Linked DNA regions of Mus musculus: all the other regions are linked to region 2. Evidence: chromatin contacts called from public HiChIP or PLAC-seq and promoter capture Hi-C data. All regions are on one chromosome and are shown on one strand. Each heading gives the region's core, a stretch centred on a gene start, on an enhancer-like site or on the middle of the called end of the contact. The rest is flanking DNA. Distances are from core to core; before and after follow the strand shown. Region 1 holds the start of Neurl1b (neuralized E3 ubiquitin protein ligase 1B). Region 2 holds the start of Decr2 (2-4-dienoyl-Coenzyme A reductase 2, peroxisomal). Region 3 has its middle 37 kb from the start of Neurl1b.

What was found. Promoter capture Hi-C pulls out the DNA fragments that hold promoters and counts their contacts. HiChIP or PLAC-seq counts read pairs in DNA pulled down with a chosen protein or histone mark.
Region 1: a promoter capture Hi-C map of pre-B cells shows a contact between it and region 2, with 3 times the contacts expected there. The contact joins the promoter of Neurl1b here to the promoter of Decr2 in region 2. A contact is called at or near these places in 2 of 39 promoter capture datasets (liver and pre-B cells), 1 of 484 Hi-C or Micro-C datasets (the G1E-ER4 cell line), 1 of 115 datasets of contacts at active chromatin or transcription factors (pancreatic cancer cells) and 2 of 9 other capture datasets (adipose tissue and pancreatic islet).
Region 3: an HNF4G HiChIP or PLAC-seq map of pancreatic cancer cells shows a contact between it and region 2. The contact joins the enhancer-like site here to the promoter of Decr2 in region 2. A contact is called at or near these places in 5 of 39 promoter capture datasets (the 3T3-L1 cell line, the SN4741 cell line, hippocampal neurons and 1 more), 1 of 484 Hi-C or Micro-C datasets (the MNK3 cell line) and 1 of 115 datasets of contacts at active chromatin or transcription factors (pancreatic cancer cells).

Annotation. Positions count from the first base shown.
Region 1 is chr17:26,412,118-26,416,387 of GRCm38.p6, forward strand. It overlaps Neurl1b (neuralized E3 ubiquitin protein ligase 1B), which reads left to right and starts at 2,742. Exons shown (of 5, transcript NM_001081656.3): 1 at 2,742-2,878. The coding sequence starts at 2,848.
Region 2 is chr17:26,087,954-26,092,186 of GRCm38.p6, forward strand. Decr2 (2-4-dienoyl-Coenzyme A reductase 2, peroxisomal) reads right to left here and starts at 2,211. Exons shown (of 9, transcript NM_011933.2): 1 at 2,011-2,211; 2 at 976-1,044; 3 at 69-120. The coding sequence starts at 2,090. It overlaps Nme4 (NME/NM23 nucleoside diphosphate kinase 4), which reads right to left. Exons shown (of 5, transcript NM_019731.1): 5 at 3,792-4,199. The coding sequence ends at 4,076.
Region 3 is chr17:26,450,057-26,454,088 of GRCm38.p6, forward strand. No RefSeq gene overlaps it. Among named protein-coding and RNA genes, the nearest start is that of Neurl1b, 37 kb to the left of the region's middle. Within about 2 kb of position 1,780, at least 57 of the 459 cell types and tissues checked have an H3K27ac peak or open chromatin away from gene starts, as enhancers often do. A contact at or near this core is called in pancreatic cancer cells, where this site is marked.

The DNA.
Region 1 (4,270 bases), core at 1,492-3,991, 320 kb after region 2:
AGGAGAGAGTCAAGGGGTGTATCTGTGGTCAGTCCCAGGCACAGCACACTCCTCCTGTTGTTGCATGCTTCTGCACCGGGTTTGGTCCCAGATCTCCTAACCCACGCTGATTGACGTTTCTTGCTTTCTTGGTAGTACAGAAGCAGGGCCATGGGAGATCAGCCTTAATCAGGGGAAGCCCTCTGTGGTTTTTCTAGCCTGGGACCCTAGAATGACCCACCACAGTATATTCCTGCCTCTTAGTGAATTCTAGAAATCCATGGAACCCAGAAGCCCTCACAGCAATGTTCCTAGCTGTTTCCTATTCCTGCCACAGGGGTCTCCCTAAGTGGCTAAGCCACTGGCATCACCTTTATTCATCAGCTTAGCTTTCTTGTGAGGGGGTGGGCTTTAGAGCCAATGCAGCTTTTAGTATGAGCAATTCAGCCTGGACTGGACTGGCCACAGCCTCCATTTGTTTTAATGCACTGTTTATTCTGTTTGCTTATTTTGCCCACACCTGTCACTCAAGACGAGTAGGCGGGACTACCGTCACAACAGCTCATTCCTTTCCAATTCTTCCCTTCCTCCTCTTTCTTTCCCTTTTGCCTCCCTCCTTCTTTTCTGTCTTCTGCCCATCAGAGCCAGGCTTCTCTGCAGATGTTTTATTCAGTATGCACTGAGTGGGCCAGCACTATGTGGGGAGGCAGGGCTGAGTGAGCCCCCTTAGAGTGGAAAGGACAGGAAGGCAGCAGCTGCAGCAAGGGTGTAGCTGAAGGACAGGACAAGATGCCGGGGGACCTCAGTGATGGAGCAATTACCATACATACTCAAATAAGAGACAGTCTAGAATCTACCTGGACTGTAGATAGAAGGACAACCTCCGTCCTTCCCAAGAGCCCATGCGTGTCAAGCTAGAGTCCAAAAAAAGACAAGAGGGGAAGAGAGAGAGGCAGGCAGATGCTCATTTATAAGGTTAATTTATTATCTTACAGGCGCAGGCTTATCACCTCCACCACAATGAATTATCACTGTCACACAGGGTGATATCAGCTCCATTTAAAGCAATGTTGAAGATAACATTGCTTTAAGCTCATGTTATTTAACACACTAATTTAGAGCTCTGGACCTTCAAGAAGTTCCCTGGTCCTGATTTTTTTTTTTTTCCTGTGTGGTCTGCTGTTGTTGCCACTGACGTGGAAGACATAGCATTTCCCCACAGCACATCCACATGGGGACCGAGAGGCTCAACCTCAGCCTTTCAAATCTACATGTCCTCCCCACCCCGAGACACACACCAGAACAGTTGGGGTGCGGTGGGTTCAGTGGCTGCAGCGAACATCTGGGGAGGTGACTGAAACACAGCCACTTGCTGGAGTGCTCTGAAAGTGGCTTTTTAACAGCAGCTTCCCCACCCTGCCGCCACAAAGTCCTGTTGCCCTGAGCCATTTTATCTAAGTGAAATTCCTCAACTCCTTTTATAGCAATGGCGACCTCTCTAAGGACCCCAGGGTCATACAGAGTGAAGGCCTACCCAGCTAAAGTACCTTTGCCCACCAGAGTTTGGGGTGAAATTTTAAATAACTGAGAGCACTTGTAATTGAGAATTAGAAACTCAGTACAGAATAGGTCTGGCCATGGCTTCCTGGGGAACAACAGAGGAGAGTCTGAGGACAACGAGAAACCAAGGCAGGAGGCGGTCCTCTGAGCACCTCTTTTTACTCCGTTTCAGAGGGAGCTTGCCCTCAGCCACTGGGAGATAGGTTTGGACATCTCGTCTACCCACTGACCCTCGGTTTACCCTGTCTGTGCTGTGGAGGTAATAACCCTGCTTCCTAAACTGACGAGAGTACTGAGTATGGGAGTCTGAAAGTAATGGTTAGGGACTGGGTCTCCTCACAGAGTCATTACACCTCCCCCACCTTGGTGTGTTAGTCTGTGAATTGGACTAGGGGTGGCATGGGCTAGCTGGCCTTTTATAGAAGAGTAGCCAAGGCTGGAAGGTTCTGAGAAAAGATTTATGCGGTGGGAGTGGATGCACCTCCCCCTCTCAGCCCCCTCCCCCCCCCCAACGCCGCCGCCTCGTACCTCCTGGCAACACTACCCACCTCACATGCCACCTCGTTCTCTCAAAAACCCTCAGCCGGCCCTATCTGACACTTCAATGTTATTGTTGGTTTTGACCACTATGTGATCTTGATTGCTAATTTTCTCTTCCTTGAGAGCAGGGACTGCGTCTGGGGCTCAGCAGAGGGCCTGGTACATAGGGTGTGGGCAGTACTTTAATGAAGAAGGCACAGTGAGCTCAAGTCTGGGTCCCGCCCCCCCCCCTAAACAACCACTACATACTGAAGTCTCTCCTCCTAGGTATGCGGCCTAGGGGATGGAGAAGTTCCCCATCCCTACCCCCCACCCCCATCTCACCCTGGATGGACTGTCATGGAGCCCTTGACACTGTCTGGCGTGACCTGCATGTGTGCGCGTCGTCCCTGAGTCGAGGCACCACCCAAAGTGGCCGAATGCCTGGACAAGGACTCGGCACCCGGCGACCCATCCCGATTGGCAAAAAGAGCAAGGTCGGTGCGCGCGGGAACGACGAGGGCAGGAGGCCAGCCCCGCCTCTCCAGCGCGCTACCGGTGCAAACTTTCAAAAGACGCGGCGGCGGCCCCAGCCCCGCCCAAGCACGGTTGGTGGCGGGCGCGGGGGCGGGGCGGGCGCGCCCGGGCCGGTGGCTCCGCCTCCTCCCGCCGCCGCCCGCGCCGCCCATCTGCCGCCCGCCGGTCGCCGGTGCAGCGGCAATGCCCCGCAGCCCGGCCGCGGCCCCCGGCCCGCCCAGCTAGCCCCGCGCCGCGAGTCTCGGAGTAGCGATGGGCAACACGGTGCACCGGACCCTGCCAGGTACGCCCGGAGCCGCGCCCCGAAGTGGCGCGGAGCGCCTGGTCCTCCCCGGGTCGTCGCAGCCGCGGAGCCCGGGTGCAAGCCAGAGCCTGGTTGCCGGAGCCCGAGCCCCGGAGCCGCACCCCTGCAGGGATGTGCGGACCCCTCCTGGTTTTCCTGGCCTTGGCCGTGCGCCCCACGCCTTTGTTCCAGCCGGAGGTCGCTAATGAGCGAGCCGGAGGGAGGTATCGGGGCTTCCCCCGGCCGGAACCCTTCAGGGGGGTTGCAGGGCGCGGGTGTCCCGGGTCTCCGCGTACAGTCCACAGGCGCCCCCGGCACACGTGCTAGTTCTTGGCGGCGTTCCCACGCGCGCCCGGCTGCGCCCCGTTCGGGTGTCCGTTCTGTTGGGGGCCCTCCCAGCCCCATCTGAGCCATTGCTGTGGGGCGCATCGCCCCCTAGTTAAAAGCGCCCTAGAATTTCCTAGACCCGAGAAAGGCGGTGGGCGAGGGGCGTGGGGCGGGCGTGCGGAGGCCGGGGGACGCCACGCCTCGCTGAAAATACCTAGTGATGGTGGAACATGTCAGCGCGCCGAGGCTGTCACTGCCTGTCTGCAAAGAATCGTCCTCCTAAGAAAAGACACCCCGATTTTACACAAGAAGTTTAACCTCAGTACAGGAGAAATGACCCGGTGACAGGCAGTGGTGGGAGACTGCATGGGCCCTGTCAGCCTGTCTGCCCCGCCCCTCACCCCCACTGTGTCCCAAGTCTTCAGAAGTGTTTGGGCATAAAACTGGGCATTCGGCATTCGCAGCATCCTTAAGCAGAGGCTCTCTCTCTCTCTCTCTCTCTCTCTCTCTCTCTCTCTCTCTCTCTCTCTCTCTGTGTGTGTGTGTGTGTGTGTGTGTGTGTGTGTTGGGGGAGGGTAGTTCAGAGAAGAAGCAAGTTGGCTGTAGGTCAGATTTAGCACAGCCCAGCTGACACCCCATCTCTGTTCTGACACCCCCACAGCCCTTCCTCCGGCAGTTATCCTAATAGAGTTGTCTCTTCCCCTGGAAGGGATTGGACCAACCTGAGACCTAAGGACCACTGGGGAGACAGACAGCCCCTTCTACTAACAAGCCCCTGGGTGGCTTTTACTGGATCATTCCTAAGGTCAGCCAGGTGGAGTCACAGGCTGGTCAGCTTCAGAGGTGGCTTTGGAACCTGGGTCTGTACTAGACAGAGTGATAACCGCTTCTTGCTAGGCTGAAGAGACCCAGCCACCGATCTGGAGGGACCTGAGGTCACATCAGAGATGGCAGTCACAGAAGCCCATGACGGAGACACAGTACATACTCAACTAGAATTCCTGTGCTATTCTGGTTGGTTTTTTAAAAAGCCATTCTGCCACCTGTGGGTCACACTTGGAGCAA
Region 2 (4,233 bases), core at 961-3,460:
AAGAGACAGATTTTGTTCTGTTTCTATCCTCTGGGTCTCAGGACTCCTCCCCACAGCTTTCTTCTCACCGTGGTCACTTTCTGCAGACTCCTGCCGACGATGACAGTGTGGCAGCCATGCCTATAAAACCAGATAGTAGGCCTGAGAAGAAAAGATGAGGGACAAACCCTGGGGGGCTCCCAGCAAGCACTACTCCAGAAGGAACTCCCCCAAGTTTCTTAGTTTCTTGGCCTGACCGGCAGCAGGCACAACTGTGTAAGTCTAGACAGACTTCTGGATGCCATGGCTGCCCACTCCTAGGTGTCTGTGGTGTGTCTCTGGCTTGGGGTACCCTGCCTCAGATACCATGTACATGGCAGAGAGGGTGTAGTGGGATACTGGTGTCAATCCCATATCTGTGCAGGGCCCTGCTGGGACACTGGAGTGAAGAACAGGAGCCCATTTTGAGAGGGGGAGCCACCCGGTGACAACAGTGTCTATGACCTGCTCCACAGGTTTTCATAGAAGCTACACCAGCTTATTTAATCTTCCCGACTCTGAATAGACAGGGCTTTGTTCTACTAGAAGAAACTTCATAAAGCCACCAGCTCTGAATAATAATCTACTACTTGGAGCCTCAGTCGATTCTTGTGGGACTCACGTCCAGTTGTGAAAAGCTGAGTGCTGGGGAAGACTGGAGAAGGGTTCTTCTACCTCCACCTCCACAATTCTGAGCCTCCACCAGCTTTGGTATCGAGCTGCTAATCCTCTCAATGAGGTCACAAAACCTGTGTCCAAGGGACACTCTTCTCCCACATCAGCAGCACCCCGTCAACGTACGAGGCTGTGAGGCTAGTCACACACAGTCTCAACTAATTCTAGGAGACCACAAAGGTCCTGACCTCTCCCCAAGACAGCATTCAACCACTCCCCCAAATCCACCAAGATCCAGACAAAGGGACGTAAGGTGGCAGGAAGGGTTCCGGTAGTGTGTACCTCATGAAAATCTCTGCGATCCGGAAGCCAATCCCAGAACCACCACCTGTGATAAAGGCCACTTTGTCCCTTCAAAAACAAGAAAATGTAGTCATTTTTAAATATTTATTTGTTTTACCAGTATGAGTGTTTTGCCTGTGTGCCTACAGAGAGTTGAGTCCTCGTGTGGATGCTGGGAACCAATGCTGGGTCTCCTGCAAGAACAGTAAGTGCTCTGAACTTATTCAGCCATCTCTCTAGTCCCTAAACTCTTCTTTGAAAACCATGTTTTAGCTTGATGGGGGATGCATGCCTGTAATTCCAGCCTGTGAGAAGTGGAGACAGGGGGACCAAGAATTAAAAGCCAGCCTGGTCTACAGAGAGAGTTCTAGGACAGCCAGGGCTTCACAGAGAAACCTCATCTCGAAGAGCTTTAGATAGATAGATCTCTGTTAACTCAAGCTCAAATAGATAAGCGGCCCGTGGAGAACTTTCACTCCATGAACTTCTACCCAGTTTCGCTATGAAGGAAAACATGCTCCTGCTAAACAGGTACTCAATGAATTTGCAAGACATAAATCCCCAGCCATAAAACTGCAATCTTTAAAGTCGGTTATTTTTAGGCTCCCTAGAAGTTCGGAGGTGAAGGAGTTTATTTAGCCTAAAATTTTCTGCGTAGTAAGTTACCAAGAGAGACTTGTTTTCAAAAGTGAGCAAGCGCCGGGCGTGGTGTCGCACGCCTTTAATTCCAGCACTCGGGAGGCAGAGGCAGGCGGATTTCTGAGTTCGAGGCTAGCCTGGTCTACAAAGTGACTTCCAGGACAGCCAAGGCTATACAGAGAAACCCTGTCTCTAAAACAAAACAAAACAAAGTGAGCAGCTTCCACCCTCAGTCCCTCATCCCATTCTTCCAGAACCCCAAGAAACTTCAGGTCTACGATTGCCCAGGAACGGAGTACTGAGCATCTGTCCTCTGTGATGTCACATCCAGTGGCAGATTCGTTAAACCCTGTGCCCCAAGTCTGGATCGCCCCCTGGTTCCCTGCTTTAGCTCACTGGAGAAGATCCGGGCAGAAGAGATGGTGGTATTCAGGAAGACAGTCATCCCCCTCAACGTCGGGCGGCGGCTGGGCCATGATTGCTGCGTGTCCGGGATGGCAAGGACAGTGGAACCAGGAACCAGATCTACCTTTCCAACGCAAAACGCAGCGTTCTGCAGGTTGCTCGCTCCGCCCAGAAAGATCCAGGACCAAAGTTCTGCCCCCACATCAAGCCGCCCATCAGACGGGGGTGGGACAGGGGCGCCCCACCCCAAAAAGGTGCCTGGGCCCTTCAAGCCTTCCTATCACAGACCCTCCCGCAACTCCCAGCCTCCAGCCCTTCCCACTCGACCAGGCGGACACCCCGCCCTCGGTGGCGCGCAGCCTGCTGGGACTGAGAATGGGAGGAGGCACTGATACAGAGGCCCAGAGACGCTCCAGCCAGTTAAATGCCCGGTTCCTTTCCCAGTTGGTGTCTGTGCAGCCACTTAGTCCATATACCCAAGCTGGCCGGGCTGCGTGCTATCAGCTGTGGAAGTCGGAACTCCAGATGAACACCGCTCTTGGACACTACCTCCCAGTGCAGAGAATCTGGAGCTTGCAAACCCAATAGCTCCCTCTCGTGGCTAACCCGGGTGGAAAGTCCAGAGTGAACCTCTTGCTGGCTGGCAAGAATCACTGCACTGAAACTCAGAGAACCAAGAACTGGGTTCCATTGTCTAGATGTCAAAGAGTGAAATGACTTATCAAATTAGCCACAGAAGCTGTCATGATGTACCTGCAACTGAATCAGTGACTCTGGGATCCGGGGTGAGATGTGACTTACATGTGTCAATGTGAACATAAATGGACATCAGGCCGTGGTGGTCATCATGGACAGCATCAGGTCGGGAGTGGAGGATACTCTTTTGTGCCTGGGTTGCATTGAGGGAGAGATGAGAGTAGCCCTTGGAGTGTTAGGCTCTGCTGTTCCAACTTCAGGAGACCTGATACACAATACCCACAAAGACTGGTGTGTACTCCTACTGAAGGCTCGCTCACTGGGCCTTGAAGAAGCCTCAGGTCCGGTCTATTCTTTACTGCCATCCTCAGACAAATCAGATGGGCAGGAGCTATACCAGCGCCCGCAAAAGAACCCCAATTGGATTCTCAATTTCATGGGCCCTGGATTCTTGCTTGGTTCTTGCATTTACCCAAAGTCGAGGGATCCTTCCTTTCTTTACTCAAAGCTCTAAGCTTCAGGCCTAATGTTTTATACCATGCATAAAAACACTCATTAAAGTGCTTGAGTAAAGCAATTTCCTCCACATTTGTCATGACTATGGGACATCATGGTGCATCATTGCTCTGGTGACCTATAGCTTGGCCCTGTAGTCGTGCCAATGAAATAAGTAGAATACGGTGGTAGCTGGGACTAGGGGAGTAGTAATCCAGGATCGGCATTATACACTGGCCTTAACTCCTCACCTAGGACTTTCTACTCCCCTGTAGGAGGTAGGTAAACTGAAAGCAGGATCCCATCAGGCTTGCTGTCACTGCCCATGCTGGGGGCAGGGGGACCTTTCAGTGACTCGGCTGTCCTGAGGTCACCCATGTTTCTGTGGCCAATCTCTCATCCACGGTCCCATAAGCCAGTCCAACGAACTCATGGGTTCACCAACTGGAAATGGTTGGAATTGTTACTCTAGTCTGTTATTGGTGCCCTAGAGGGGGTGAACAAGCATTTGTTCATATCTCCCAGGAAAGGTCACACAGTGCTGAGATAGCAGAACTAGTAAGTAGACCATTTCCATTTTAAGCATAAAATTTTAATGTCTCTCCTTTGAGGCAGGTGAAGTCACCTTTGACAATGCCCCAAAGGTTGTCTGGCACTTTTGTACACAAGGACATGGTCCAATATTGTATTGACTTAGGATACAAAAAGGCACATAGAGTTGAGGCTTAGACTCCCCTGGGCTGGAGTTGGGTAGAGCGGGAGTAGGGAGTGGTTTGGGGACATGGGAAGCATGGGGGCTTGACTTCTTGTTGACAGAGGTAGTAGGTCATGGGTAGACCTGAAGTGCAGAAGGCAGTGCAAGCCCTCAGGCAGGGTAGCAGCTGCTGTGGTGACCACCATCTGCCCAGTTCAACAGTTCGCTGCTCTGAAACCACAGCTCGATCTCCCTCTGGGCCCCATCCACAGAATCGCTAGCATGGATGACGTTCCTGTGAGAGGTGGAAAAGGTGGAGTCTGTGGTTG
Region 3 (4,032 bases), core at 530-3,029, 360 kb after region 2:
CCTGGGTTTGGCCATCTTACATGCACACAAATTTCTCTTTCCCTCGCTCTTGAGGTTCTGCACGCTGAGTAGCACACAGAGCTAACAATAAGGGGTCATTTAGTGAGCACTTCCTACACGTGAATGACTTCCATTTCATCCACCGGTCCTCACAAAAACTCTGGAGTAGGCCCTGCTGCCACTAAAGAGAAGCAGGACCAGAAACAGGAGTTCTCTACCTTACTGTGTAGCCGAAAGCTTTCTTCTCTGACTTCTTCATTCTGCTCCAGCATCTAGTCCTGGTGATTTTACCAAGGCAAATGAATCTTCCAAGGAATTTCATCACAGCCTTCACCCACCTCCCCAGGTGTTCTGGCCCTGTAGGGAAGCAGAGGAGGAGGAGGCTCGATGAGGGCAGGGCCTGCAGGTGAGGCAGGCTTTGAATGGACTGGCTCTTTTGCTGCAGTCCAGCTGACCTGTGGCTAAATCTCCAGTAGAAAGGAAGGAAGTGAAGAGAGTGGGGAAAGAGAAGGGAGAAAAGAAAGAGAAGAAAAAGAAGAAAAAGACCACTCATTAATTTGAAACACAGATGGGCAAAGAGAAGCAGTGGCCATATCTGGACGATGATGTACCATTGTGCCCTCCCAGAACCAGGGTCTCACCTAGGCTTCCTATAGGTTCAGCCTGGTTCTGGAAGTTGTTTTGACTTCTACATGAAGATGGGAAGAACTCAAGTATTCCGGGCATCCAGTTCTGGAAACAAAACTTGACCCTGACTATTAAATACATCCAGAGAGGAGGTACCAGCCCTGGTCCCCTTTTCTGCCTGCTGTCCCAGATGTGGCCCGCCTAGGCCTAGGCATCTTTTCCGAGGCTGTACATAAGGCCTATTACTGCAGCCTCAGCTGCCCGAGCAGCACAAGATCAGCTCTGGAGTTGCTTGGCAGTCCTGGAGCCTACACACTACTCCACCCACCTCCTGTGTGAGACCCTCTCCACTATCTCAAAAAAATCACTCTGCATGTGACAGCACCCTGGAGCCATCTATGAAAGGGAGGCCCCTCCCTAAACTCCATCTTCTCGCCAGTAGGTTGGCATACTGCCTGGGGCTTTTGGTGTCAGCTAGCACAGGGCCTCTGGGATCTAGCATGGTGGATGAGAGAGCATGAACACACATTCAGGTCCAGACCTGCTTCTGGGTGAAACCCCTTCCCTCTCAGCCTAGTTGGATCTCTGAGGAAAGAGAGGCATCCCCCACCTTGTGGGTTAGGTCACAGTGATGCCACATAGTCAATGCTAAGTACAGGACTCTATTTTATCCTGATTTCCATCCGTTCTATGGTTTACCCACAGTCAACCTTGGTCTGAATACTACACAGAACACTCTGGTAATAAATGACCCACAGGCTTACACTGTACATACATCCTTCCAAGTGTCCACAATGTATATGCTACTCAGCCAGTAGCCACAGTGAAGTTAATTGGCTTGTCAGATCTGCTGTCGTGGTAGGGCAGGGCTCTAGCTGAGTAACCCTCAAATACTTCACAATGGCCCCAGGTGGAAGCAGTGAGCTGCAGACAGGAACATGGAGGGCACATGGATGCTGCAGGCCAGAAGGAAGGTGCTTGCAACACAATGCTTGCATTTGCCCCCTTGGGGTGTTAGGTGTCTCTTTTTGGATAAAGAGGACTAGGCAGTTGTTTGTTCCCCCAGTGACAACCTGCTGGGCTATACACAGCTCTGCTCCCTGCAGTCTACCACCACGTGGTGGAGCTATTGAGTTCTGTCCCACCTCCACCAAACCGGTCTCTAAATTTAGCGCACCTCCTTCCCACAAAGAATGAAACCAGGGTGCTGAGACAGGGGCTTACCAGGCCTGCTTCTGAGCCTGCTCTGGCCCCGTCCCCTTGTTTGTTTTGGTTCCTGGTCAAGAATGCTGGTCCAGGCCTGGGAGGCTAACCTTCTGACTCTGGAGGGAAAGTCACACTTTTGCTCAACTCCCAGGAGCAGTCTCGAATTCCAGGGGAGGCGTGGGAAAGGCCAGGCCTTCCCCAGCAAAGGCAGTGGAGCTGCCTGAAACCCAGTCATTGCTTCCAGCCTCTGCACTGCTCCCAGGGACAGCCAGCCCACTTCAGGGGGATGGAAATGAGCCGAGGGGAAGGTCTCATGAGCCAGCACAGGATAGACGTCAGAAGTTGCTAAAAGGGAATCCTTCAGACACTCCCCCTGCTCCCTCTCAGACTCCTCCTTCTCTGTGCCAATCTCACCTCCACACAGGCCCCCTTTGGCTGTGCCCTGAAAAATAGAGACACCTTTTCACAGGGGCATTGCTTTAGCTACTGTGGCGGTGATACAGAGGCCGAGGCTTAGGTGAGCCTCTTCTAAGGTTTCAGAAAAGCCAGGCACTAGAGGCAGGCAGCTTTTGGCCAGCAGGGATACTGTCCTGAGTCCCACCAGCAGAAAGGGGCTGCCCGGCCAAGGAGCAGACAGGTCAGCAGGTGGGTGCACCACTGGGTCTGGGGCAACAGTCCAATTTGGCATTCTCCTGCCTCATCAGGCTCTTCCCCAAGATGTCCTCAGAAGCCATTCCCTGACGGCTCTTAAGCAGGTTTCCTCCCTGAATTGACACAAGGGCCCCTGCTCAGGGACAGCCCACACTTAGGCCTCTGGAAAGCCATAAAGCTGAAGTTGGAAGGGGTTTCAGCTTTTTGAAGAGAGGCAACTGTGGCTTTTTGGAAGATGAAACATCATCTCCCTCTAGTGGACATGATGAAATGTGGCGCCCCTCCAACTCACATAGGCAGCTGGCTCTCTGATCAAATCCAGATCAACACTTCCACCCCACCCAGCACCCTCCAGGTGTCACCCTCCAGGTGACACCCAGCAATCAGGAAAGTGAAAACCCAGTAGTTGGCTTTGCAGGTTGGTGTTTTCAGGATGTGGGGATATCAGGGTGACTTGGAGGCTGTTTTTGGATGGCCTGGCACGGTGGTGGGAGCCTACTGGAGAAGCTCAGACCCCGATAGGATCCCAGGATTACCACACCCTGAAGGACCAGGAGGTGGGTCATGCACCTGGTCCTTGCCTCAGGTCACTGGTCTCAGGCTCACTTTAATTCACCCAGCCTACCTATGCCAGGAACCTTAAAGAGAGGCAATGGGAACACAGACATAAGACAGCATATTAGGAGTGCTAAATGTATAGCTTTAGCGACTGGAATATGAATATCCCAGAACTTGAGGAATTTGTGACCCAGTGATTCAGAGGCATGGTCTAGTGTGTGGCAAGTTTCTGCTGGGTCACAAAGCCAGTTACTTTTCAGGATGATAACTGATAACATGCGTGGCTACCTCTGCACACTAGCTAACAACAAGCAGCAATAGTGCCAGCCTGCCCTCTCAGGGACACAGTGGCCCTCGGGCAGATAGGCCATACTGAAGTGGAGACTTCTGGTTTCTTTGGAAAGTCAGTTGTGTCAGATAGTGTTTTGCTGGGGCAGATGCCTGAAGGAGTGTTTCCCTGAAGAGGACACAGGTGAAAGGATGTCTCACTTAGGCAGACTTGTGAAGGAACATTTCACTGGGACACATGCTGTTTAGAAGGATCCAACCGACAGTGGATGGTGTTGAGTGGGAATGGTGTGCCTTACCATTGCTCATCATTTGTCAGGACCCGATAGAGAGAAACACACCAAAAAACTTCTGGTGGTGCACTGGTGGCTTCTTGCTGCTTCCGTGGACTCAGGCAGGTTGTCAGAGTGATGTCAATTGATAACAAACTCACATGGAGTTTTGCTAAGAGAGACTCATGTGCTGAGGCAAGACACATATCCAGGCAAGACCCATAGAGGACACATGACATTTGGAGGGAGTATAAATAGGACCCAATGGACAGTGACGGGGCTTGCCTGTAGAGCTAGCTGTGCAATGCTTCTTGGTCTCTCGTCTTCAATGGCATATCGTCGGTTCACTGAGAGAGGCACAGCCAAGAACTCCTGACATCCCTGGTGGTCCTGTTTCTCCTGCTGACTCGTGCCTAGTCTGCTGAGGCCT